2 separate regions of the Gossypium arboreum genome follow, and region 2 is linked to region 1. A link is a contact called in public Hi-C data. All regions are on one chromosome and are shown on one strand. Each heading gives the region's core, a stretch centred on a gene start, on an enhancer-like site or on the middle of the called end of the contact. The rest is flanking DNA. Distances are from core to core; before and after follow the strand shown.

Evidence for each region. Hi-C and Micro-C count contacts between places; a contact is called where the count stands out from the background.
Region 2: a contact with region 1 is called in a Hi-C map of leaf, with 3 times the contacts expected there. The contact joins the promoter of LOC108474448 here to the promoter of LOC108464867 in region 1. A contact is called at or near these places in 2 of 5 Hi-C or Micro-C datasets (both in leaf).

The regions. Positions count from the first base shown.
Region 1 is chr3:22,197,826-22,203,849 of ASM2569848v2, reverse strand. LOC108464867 reads left to right here and starts at 3,368. Exons shown (of 3, transcript XM_017765144.2): 1 at 3,368-3,564; 2 at 3,678-3,970; 3 at 4,699-4,913. The coding sequence starts at 3,685. The coding sequence ends at 3,969. It overlaps LOC108463882 (F-box protein At1g67340), which reads left to right. Exons shown (of 3, transcript XM_017763871.2): 3 at 1-727. The coding sequence ends at 529.
Region 2 is chr3:23,098,788-23,104,463 of ASM2569848v2, reverse strand. It overlaps LOC108474448 (ranBP2-type zinc finger protein At1g67325-like), which reads right to left and starts at 1,747. Exons shown (of 10, transcript XM_053025593.1): 1 at 1,365-1,747; 2 at 1,039-1,084; 3 at 831-946; 4 at 136-412. The coding sequence starts at 1,373.

The sequences.
Region 1 (6,024 bases), core at 2,119-4,618:
CGGTCACTGCCTGCAGGACGGGTACGGCGTCCGACAAAACATCACCGAGGGTCGTCGGTTTCTCGTCCAAGCCAACGCCCGAGAGCTTGCGGCGGGTTTATCATCAGCATCTGTTTCAAATATCGCTACGTGCTCTTGGCTCACCTGGAGCCCCCACCCGATCCCCCACCCGACCAACCGTCATCCGAACGTGCCGGGATGCCCGTTGCTGAGTGATTTTGGATGCAATGTACCGGCACCGGAGGCTCACCCGGCGAACAAGTTCTTAACGGATTGGTTCGGCTCTCGGGACGGGATTCCCGGCCCGGGTTTGAGGCTATGCTCGCACGTTGGTTGTGGGAGGCCGGAGACGAGAAAACACGAGTTCCGCCGGTGTTCGGTTTGTGGTGCCGTGAATTACTGTTCACGCGCTTGCCAGGCGCTCGATTGGAAACTACGCCACAAAGCCGAGTGCGCGCCGGTCGAGCGGTGGCTGGACGAAGAAGGTGTTGGTGGCGACGGAATGGATGAAGTCATTGGCGAAAGCTAAAAATGGTTACGGCGATGTTAACGGCCAGGGTAATATTTCAGTTTTAAGGCAATATAAAAAAATGAAAAAAAAGGGGTTAAAATGTAAAAAGAAAAAGAGGCCAGTTTTTTTCCCTTTAATATATATATATTTTTTGGATAAATTTGCTTTTATTATCTTAAGCATATATAAACAGCTACAGATACAGTCTGATCAAAACCTTGACAGTGTTTTTGATAATTATACAGCAAAGCTGAGTTAAATGCATGATTAAGCCAGTTTAAGATTCCAATGATTTATTTACCATGTAACTTATGAAAATTGGAATTAAGTTGTCATTCTTTACTTGTAGGCATAGGGCATTTACTTGGCTAAAACATGGTAATTTGAAGGAAGAGAAGTTTAGTAGTATTGTTAACACTTAACAAAGGAGTAGTAAAACAAAATTAGGTAGGTGGATGGATGGGAATAATAACCAAACTACCATAAAATTCTGGTTTATAAACTGGCTTAACTTTAGGGTAAAGCTAAGAAGAGATGCAATCTTCTTTTTTCCTTCCTGGAACGAAAAATAGGTAAATTCTTGGTGTGTTTTGACCACCAAAAAGAAGTGGAATATATGAGTGGGAGAGACATGCATATTTTGCTAGTGGAGGACATTGTGGATGTTGCCTAATGTTCTTTTTTTAATTATGAGAATGCCTTTTTAATTTTATCTTCAAAAATAACTTATATAACTATTGTTTCAATCAAAATTTTTTAAAGAGTGTGCCACATACATATTCTTTATCAAATTCATACTGCAGGGCATATATATATATATATATATTTAAATTGGGTCATTATGATTAGAATATATAGTGGTAAAGAGGTGGTCCAAGCCCAATCAATGGTATAAAACATAATATATATATAGCAAAAAAAGAAGATTGAAAGTGTAGTGTACCTACAAGACATTGCATATATTTTGACTTCCTTCTTCATGATCTAATCCATTTTCTTAACCAAAATCTACTTTAAACTCAACCCTCTTTTCTTTGTCTTAAATAATTAATTTGGGTTAAAGTTAAGATTGTCACATCTGACCAACCAAAATTTTATAAACTATTCTCATTTTTCTTAAAATCAAAATCATGACTACGCACCCTTTGATGCATTTCTCACACCAAAATCCCCCCCATTTTCTGGGCTTAAGCTATCTTTGCCTTGTATTTGTGGATATTCTCATTTTATTTTAGCATACCAAACATAAATTTTCGATGACCAAACACGAAAAGATGGCAAATTAATTTACAAATCTTTCTATAATATCGTGAATTTCAAGTTAAAAGCAAAATACTTTTGCTTCAATTCATGCGATAATTAATAATTAACATATTGTTTCTGATTCTAATTTCAACTATTGTTTCCGATGATAATTCTGGTTTATCATATATTAAAATCTTATTTTTTTATACTCATCTTTATATGTTTTATTAAATAATACATCAAATCAACCATTTAAAAGAGATTTACGATTTTTTTTCTTTAAAAAACCCGGGTATTGTGTTCATTAAATTTTGAGAAAGTCTCACACACCGTATCTTTTGCTTCAGCTGCTGCGCCACAAGCAAAGCAAATGAAGAGAGAAAGAATCATCCAACCATGGTTTAAGGATACTCAATACATTTCACATCCATCCGGATTAGATTTTCCTAAGTAATTAATTACTCCTCCAAGTGAAATTATTTCGATAACGAGTATGGAGTCGTTTGATAACTATTTGTTTCATTCTGCCTTGTTTTACTTTATGAAATTGTCATTTTATCTTCTTATATATAATTATTAAAAGGATAAAATGTAATAAAAATTATAGATTTTATTTTTAATTTTTTTTGAAGAATTATATTTATAAATATTTATTTGACTTTAAATAATTGAAATTATTAAAGATAAGTAGCAAAATTAAATTAAAACGGAGCGAGATAAAGATTGATGCATCCAACATCTATGAAGGTAAAAATAAATTTCAAGATAATACATTCATAATAAAATAGAATATACCAACTGTAAAGCGGATTCAACATTGCTTTCCCCCTGTTATATTACCATCCCTGCCTTCACTTGGTGTATCTTCAAAATTCTCAACTTTTTCGGTCCATTAATGCATAAAAAATAATTAAAACAATCTAAATAGCTGCCCATCTCATTCTAGAATATACTGTCTAATCATTTTTATTATAAATACCTTATGATATAACTTAACAAAATATCAATTTAATTGGAAAAGATTAGAAATTTCTATTTTTGATACAATCTTTATTTTTACTAATAAATCGTTCTAATGGTTAAATCAAAGAAAAAAACATATTTAAGTGCTTTCAAATTCAATCCGCAAAATATAATTTAAACAACAAGTGTATTTATGTAATTTAAATTCTTGCTAAAAATAATTTATTTAAGAAAATTAATCTACCTCTTTAAAATCAATCGCTATCATATAACTTTTCATTAATACTCATTATTATAGGTTCTGGTCATATTTGCTCTTTCTAATACAATGCCTAGAACTATCCATAGCCCTTTCCCAATCCATAAATAGGAGGATAACGTGCTTCAGCATATTCAAGCTCATGTCCTCTTGCATTGATAATAATATCTATACCAACTGAACTAAGATTTAATAGGCTATTTTTTATCATTTTTTAAAATATAAAATTTTCCACCTAATGTGACAATTTTAAATTAATTTTATGTTCTTGAATAATATTTTATCCAAACCCATCCATTTGAGATGTAGTTCAAAATTTCTTTTATAAAATTATTGGGCCTTAGCCTTGGTTAGAGTCAAGAAGATTTAATACAACCTTTATAAGGGCTTTTGATCCCAAAGAACGCCTACCATTATCCCCAGAAACTAGGCCAGGCCTAATGACAGCCATGGAGTTGTAGAGCTTTAGCCCAAGTTAGGCTCTTCGATTACTCGTAACAGTCTGTGTCAGAGGTTTTCCCAATCTTTGCTTTCGACAAATTGAAGACCTTGGCTCTGTTAATCGCCACTTGAGATCTTCAAACAGGTTTCCTTTGTCACCTTGTTTTGTGCCTATTCTATTTGATTAGCTATCCAGTAATTTTTTTTATAGTGAGTTTGTTTGTTGAACTTAGGGTTTCGGTTATTTGTGTTTTCCAGGAAGAAAATGGGGTTCATTATGGAATTTGCAGAGAATCTGGTGTTGAGGTTAATGGAGGACCCAAAAGAGAGGGATAGAAAATTCAGAGAACACGTTTACTCTATGAAGGATCGATGCGCAAAAACCAAGGAGATGTGGAGTTATCCACTGCGGCCTTATGGGTTTTGGACATTTGAGCGCCACAATGCTCAGCTCCGTTGGGATCCTCAGATTAGCCAAGTCCCCGGCCGCAGGGATCCTTATGATGACCTTCTTCAAGACAGTTATGCGTCCTCCACCAAACGAAACTGAGGTTTCTTTTTTCAACTCATTCTGGGATTTTATTTATGCTTCTATTAAATTATTCATGGGCACCGGATTTTGAGAATCGTATATCTACTCTAAGATTTGGGTTTTACTGGTTCGATCAGCACATTGAAGTTTCAGGAACAATTTAGATTTTAGAGTTTAGAGTTCAGTTTGTTGGTATGAAGTTTTCTTGATTTGGCTTAGGTCTGAAGCTCTGATTCATTTGAGGTAAAAGTTAATTCTTATCGAAAATTTTACACTAATACTTCAAAACTAATTTAGTATTCAGTGGTTCCAAGATAGTAGTAGAGCTTAAGTAATACCAAGTGTTGTTTCTAAATTGAAGGGCTTGCACTGGTGTTTTAATGGTTAAATCACCATCTTAGACTTGCTAATGATTACCATTTGCATCTTATTTAAGTGAAGGTGTAAAAATTTGCATCAGACTTTAACCTGGATTTGTAGGCAGACTGTTTACCCATCGACAATTGACACTGCAGGGATTAGAATATGTTGCTTCCACAAAAGTGTTAGAAGTGATGCAAGCTAATAATTGCCAAATGAAATCCTTTTTTGTGTTTTATTTAGTCACCTCTGCAACAGTGACAATGGTGGAGTTGTGACAAGTGATTATAAAGCAATGGAGACACTGAATGAAGAGTGAATTTACAATTTCATATTTTCAATCTTGGGAGTAATTTCTAATAAGGTTTCCATTGATGTAGGAATCAGAAGCCATTAGCAGATGGTTTGGAGCTTGATCTACAAATGGGAAGTGGACATTGAAACCTTTTTTACTGTTGGTTTGAATTAAAAGATTCTGCTTGTTTTGTAGTGTACTTTTGAACATTTCAGTTGGGACACTGGTTTATGAATGAAAATAAATTTTCCATGTAACTCAATGGGTAAGACTTGTAAGGGAAATAAATACTCTGTGTTGCTGAATATTTGCTTTGTTTAGCCATCATGTTGTTGCCTTGTATTGGGTAAGACTGGTTTTGAACATTTATGTTGCTGTTGTCTCTCCTTTCTTCTTCTAATTAAGCCACCCCTTATTTGGGAGAAGTAGGAGTGTGCATTTGATTGGTTTGAGTTTAATATATCAAAAACCAAATAAATTGACACTCTTTTAAAATGAATCGGCACCACATGACTGGATTGAGCCTTATCAAGGAGAAGCATTGTTGGTTAAGATGAAGTTTTGGGCTTTTGAGTATCTAAATATGAGTGTTAGCATATGCAAAATTGTAACATTTGGGTCTTTAGTCCCAACATGTGCATCTATGTCATAGATGGGTTTTATTCGGTTTGTCTGTTGTGCTTGTATTAGTTTGATTCTACCTGTAGTTGCCTAGGTATAAAATTGAGCTTGTATTGTATTTCTAATAGTAGAAACTTAAAAAAAAAGATCGTTATTATTGTAATTACAAAGTTTCATGAATATTTCTTTTTGATACCGGAACAAGCATTAAGTGAAACATAAAAAGGTGAAATGTAGCAGTAGCAGTAGCAGATGATGTGCCCGTAGCCTTGCTTCCATTAGTAACTTCGTAGCCATATAGTCAAATTAAATTTTGGATTGGTTTGTTATTTGGATTTAAATTTTAGGTTCAGACGGATTTGATACGATTTTAGATTTAGATATGAATATGTATTTAATATTTATTAATTAAAAATATACCAATTCATTTGTTTTAAAAATGCAAAATCGATTAAAAAAATTGAATAATCAAAGAAAGATTTAGGTTTGAAATTCGGAAATAAAAGGATTCTAAATAAATAAAATCAAACTTATTTTATTTTGATTTAATTGGTTAATCCATATTTTGGTGTCACTTAGTTAAAAGAAGTGGTAAAATCCATGGCCAGAAGGGAATAGCACGAAGACTAGGGAGCAGCACAAAGTGAACTGACTTCCAACAAAACCAAGTTTAGAACTTTATTAGACAGAAAAAAATTGAACAATTAAGTTTAATATATACTTATTTCTCAAGCAAAAATCAAACTTGATTGTCACGGTTGAGATTTTAGTAATAGAACTTAAAAATTCAATTAACT
Region 2 (5,676 bases), core at 498-2,997, 900 kb before region 1:
CGTAAATGGGTGGTTGGGTTGCAGACAAGAAATAACTATGATCAACGGGTTTTCTTGGTCAACAATTTAACTTGCAAGAGTGAATAAATATGAAAAGTAATAGCAATTATAAACGGGAAGGCAGATTACCAATACCATTCCCTATCATAGGCCCACTAGAATAAGGGGGTGGTCCAGAAGGCATATGGAGCGGCCGAAAGGGACTACCACCAGAAAGACGACTGCCATAATTGTAATGATAAGCCGATCCTCCAGAAAAAGGTGCTTCATATGGAGGAATAGAGGAACCATTGAAGAGGGAAGAACCATAAGGTGGTACACTGAGATACATAGAAGATGGTGCTCCAGAACCTACATATGGAGCAGACGACGAATAACTCTGTGGCACCTGGAGAGGCTTGCCTGCAGATTTCTGAAAGGGGAAAATTACCAACTCAAGCTTTAAAAATAAATAATGGGAGAAAGAAAATGCAAAGGGTCAGTTTCTAAAGGGAGAAACAAACAGTAGAAAAGATTTACGATTTTATAATAAACAGAGTTATGAAAAAAAATAGGACATAAACGGACTAGAACGAAGCAAGCATTGGGTATCACATAATATACTCTGGTCTTTCAGCACAGAACCAGGTATTAACTTCATTAAAAATAACTTGCTAAGCCACATATTTTGAAGAATCCGCTCTTCTATTACTAATTCTGTTGAAAAACAATTCCAATCTGAACAGAAAATCGAAACCTACGAGCCAAAACTAAAGCAATTAAAATTTCAACAATATTCAAAAACTCAGGAATATTTTGAACGCCATTGGCTAATAAATATGAAGACTTACTGAGTTATGAACAGCTGGCCTGGGTTGAGTGCAATTGCGCATATTGCAAGTAGTTCTAAATGAAAAATTGGCATTCCCGCAACTAGGGCATGTCCAATCATCTTCCCTACGACTACCTACAAATTTAACCATAAAAATTCAAAATTGCCAAAATTAAACATGTAAAAAAGTACACAGAATGAAATAAAAATAAAATTAAGCGGCATACCATCGGTTCTAGCTCGCTTCGCTGCAGAAGAGTTTCTATTATCAACCTGAACCAATTGCCACCCCCAAGAAAGAAGGTTAATCACCGAAACTATGTGCATAAATCGATACTACACAATAATTACGAAATTAATTTCCACTTTTCAATAATAAATTGGAGAATTAAGCAGCAACAGAAAAGCACATAAAAAAAAATCGAAAGAAAAAAGAGAATCCTAGTTTGACAAAGGGGAATTGATTTTCAAGACAAATCTATTATTAGATCTATTAAGTTGGATGCTCGAATCTATAAGAGGGCAAATTCAGAGAATTGGAAGGGAATAATACCTGAGACATTGAGGCGGCGGCAATAGAGGGAGTTATGACTGTTTCGGTGTGAAGATTCGAAACAAGAGAGAGGGAATTGGGAATTTGCCCTACCTGAGATAAAAGGGCGGCGACAAACTAACGGACTTTAAACAGAATAACCAGGGAACTTTTATGCGTGATGTGAAGGATGTAGTTGAAAATTTGGTTTAAAATAAGTATAAACGGTTGCTCGCTGCTGCCCCTCTGAATTTCTGACGCCGTTATTGTGATTTGGATGGCGGCCGGTGCTTGGACTTCGGTGTGACCTTTGCCTATTTTGGACAGTCCATGTACTCTTCAATTAGCATGCCTCGAATTTATTGGTCAAGGTTCAATTGCTTTTAAATAATCTTATTGATCTCAATCTAATATATAGGTTTACATATGTGATACATTAATTAATTTAGTATGAATTAAAATATATTAGGTTAATTATTTAAAATATTTAAAATGTATTATTTTTAATTTACATGTACGATATTATATTGTCAACAGTAAAATATTTTTCTTAAAATCATAAAACAAATTCATAAATAATATTGTCACATAAAAGAGAGAGCATATATAATTCACTAAGGCTACATTGGGTGAAAAAGAACTAGAAATGATTAAGGAAAAGAATTTATGGTTATAAAATGCATGAATTTGACAATTTTGATCAACTTGAGAAATGGTAATTGAATATTACAATGTCATGAATTAAGTGCATGTACGTAAGCAAAGGAAAGAAAAAAGATTATGAACACTTACTGAATATTGTATTCCATCACATTTATATGGATTCTTATGCAGTTACCTTATTTATATGCCATTGCTAACATGTATGTGTAAAGCTTATTAAGTTCTTTCTAGTATAGTATTTTTCTATTTAAGTTTACTAAGTATTTCATGCTTACGTGTTATTGTTTTTGCTTGTAGATTATCGCTTTCAAATCCTTGAAGTCGTCTCAACTTGAAATCATCACACTAGCAACAAACTTATCTATAATATGAAACTTAGTGTATTTGTGACTTGTGTCATGTATCTAGGATGTCGATATGTATGATCATGCTAGTTTCAATGGCCATTTGGTATCTTGAGTAGCCTAATATTTAATTGATATGTTAGAAGCTCTGGTGGTTATGTTTGAGCTTATTAAATTGAAGTTCCAAGTAAGTTGGCATTCATGAAACCAAATTTTCATTTAACCAATGCTTAGATTGATATCAAATTTGCTTTTCATGATATCTTTGAAGTATGGCGAAAGCATGTTTTATGTTACTATGTTTAAAGGCGTTTTGGTATTTTTTTTTTTAAACCCAAGTTTTGGTAATAACCCTTTGGGTATCAAAACAAGTGGTTTTCAAGTCAATGTTTGGCTCCAGGGGTAGAGGTATTGATATCTGACCCTTGTGGTATTGCAACAAGTGTGGCAAAATGACAAGTTCTATCATAATTGGGAGAAGTATCTGCACTTCTCCCTACTTGTACCAATACCATGATGCAAGGCTTTGGCTATTGCATTGTTATGAGCCCTTTTGGCATTTTGAGGTCCAAACACCTTCGATCAACTTCTAACCATTTGTAAATGATTTTAAATTTTTTTCTAAAGCCTCTTAAACATCTGAAACTTGAATAAATGATGTGTAAAAATGTTTTTCTCATATATGTTCTCGTGGCTTCTCCCATCCGTACTAGTCATCAGGATAGGTAAGGGGTGTTACAACTCGAGTTTGTTTCTTACCTATATAAGGAATTTACTTTCCCAACTAGAAAGCTAAAGTTTTCATTGTATGTTCGGTTCGTGAATTAAATCTCACTCTCTAAGCAAACCAAGGGTTCAAGAAAAACAGAGAAAATCATGTTGGTTGATAGCCAGGAATAAACTAAATGTAACGTCCCTCACCCCTCCCAACATATGGTACGAAAGAGAGGTGCTATCGAAACGTTTCCATGACAAAACCCCTATTTTAATTAAGAAATTAAACTTTTAAACATTTTTATAAAAACATAAAAAATAGATAAAATCAAATTTAAAACTTTAAAATCATGTTAAAACAAATTAGAACAGATTTGTAGGTGTTAATGTTGGATATGATGTCCTAAGTGTATTATATTTGTTTGTAAACTTATAATTTTGTCGAATAGATTGATTAATAAAATAATTCATGTATTACATTAATATACTCCGTATAATTGTCCTTATGTGGTTTTTTCATGCAAAAAAAAAAAAAAAAAGAAGCAGACATTGGCTTACATGTTGTCTAATTTTTAAACTAATACTAAACAATATTATGTAGTTGGATTGTAATACAAAAAGGAAACTTATATTAGTATACAAACCTAAACATGTCCTTAGTCTAATTGGAAATGAGTAAACTAATTGAAAGCTAATATGTCATCTATCAAGTCCAAATAGGGAGATGTCTTGCCTTGGGCATCAAAGCAGATGAATCCTAGAAAATAGAGACATATATGTAACTGATTGGACTGACAGTACATAGGACTGGACCAAGAAGAATAGATCCTGAATTCGTTTATGGATTTATTCACTTGTAATGTTCAAAGTGTGGCATACCTTAATCTCGAGTGGATGACAAATTATGCATTCGTGACTCGTATACTTTGATGTAAGTAAAAGTCTAAGTTCAAATAGATAAAGAACCGAAATCTGGTGCATTGGGTATAGGAATTTTACAGTATGTAGCATCATTCACAATAGTGGAATTTATAGCTCAAATGTTATTCACCCATTAGTATTACATGGTTGATGAAAAGTAAACGTAGTTGTAGGTCATTCGTCTTTGTGATTAATGACTTGATTACTATTTGATAGTAATTGACTTTTCATGAAAGAAGATGTAATGGTTACCCTGAGATAAAATAGGATCATATTAGGAGAATGGATTTATCCCAAAGAGATTAAAGATATCCTATGAGGGGAACACACTTATGACAAGGTCATTGGACGAGCACTGTAACACACCTCACTCATCACTATCACCAGATTAGGGTTACAAAATGCTACTGTACAAAATAGAACAGAATCATACTATATAAGATCAAAATATTCCTATAAAATTATTAATTATATTAAACACAATTAAAATCATACCATTCATATCCTAACGATGTTAAATCGAACATATTGAAGCTACAAAAAAATTTAAAATGAAGTAAGGTCTTAATTGAAACATTTGAGAAAAGTGGGGTAAAAATGCTAAATAGGGATCACACGATCGTGTGATCAGGCTGTATGATAGCCCAAAGTTGTGTAAAGCCATAGGGCATGGTCATGTTGACTGATCGTGTGTAGGGACCTAAGCCGTGTGTGAGGAGGCACACGACCGTGTCTCTAGATCGTGTAACAAATTGTGACCGTATGTGTGATAACTCTTGAAAAGAGTTATAATTCATACTTTTAGAATTAATTAATAACTTGTATTTAAGTAAAATTAACTTTATTTTAGGTAATTGCATGATCATTTCTAGTTAATCGAGTAGTGCTGTAACACCCCTAATCCGTATCCGTCGCCGGGCTAAGATTAAAGGCATTACCAGACAAAATTTGAACATTAACATTCATTTCATACTCATCGAAGTATTAAAGATCAATCATCAATATAGAGTCCCTTATATAGATCATCGAGACCTTAAACATGTATTAGAAAGGGGTCAGGACTAAACCGAACACATACAAATTTTCTCCAAAATTTAAACATTTTTCAAACAAGTACAGGTCACATGCCCGTGTGAACAAGCCGTGTGCCTTGCACGGCATTAGACATGCCAGTGTGTCTAGGCCGTGTCAAAACAAGGCATACCTACTGACTAGCTCACACGGCCACAAGACACGCCCGTGTGCATTAGCCGTGGTCGAATCTAACTTGGGCCACACGGCTAGCCACATGTCCATGTACCTTGGCCGTGCTCGAGCCTGACTTACAATTGTAGGGTACCCCAAGGGACACACGGTTGTGCAACATAGCCGTGTGTCACACACGGCTGAGACACACGCCCGTATCTCTGCCTATGTGGACAAAAATAGGCCATTTGAATAGCCAACTTGCCACCCAAATTGGGTCAAACCTACAAGCACCAAACCAAACATATTTGCACAACATTTTATGACCAAAACTTATGAATCACCATAGCTAACACATGCCAAAGGTTTACCAATCTTACCATTTCTTATATTCATACATAAACACACCAAATATATAATATTGCCTCATAATTTATATACCAAAACCATATCATAATCACATCCATACTAAGCCATATCACATGGCTAAATATATTTACAATCAC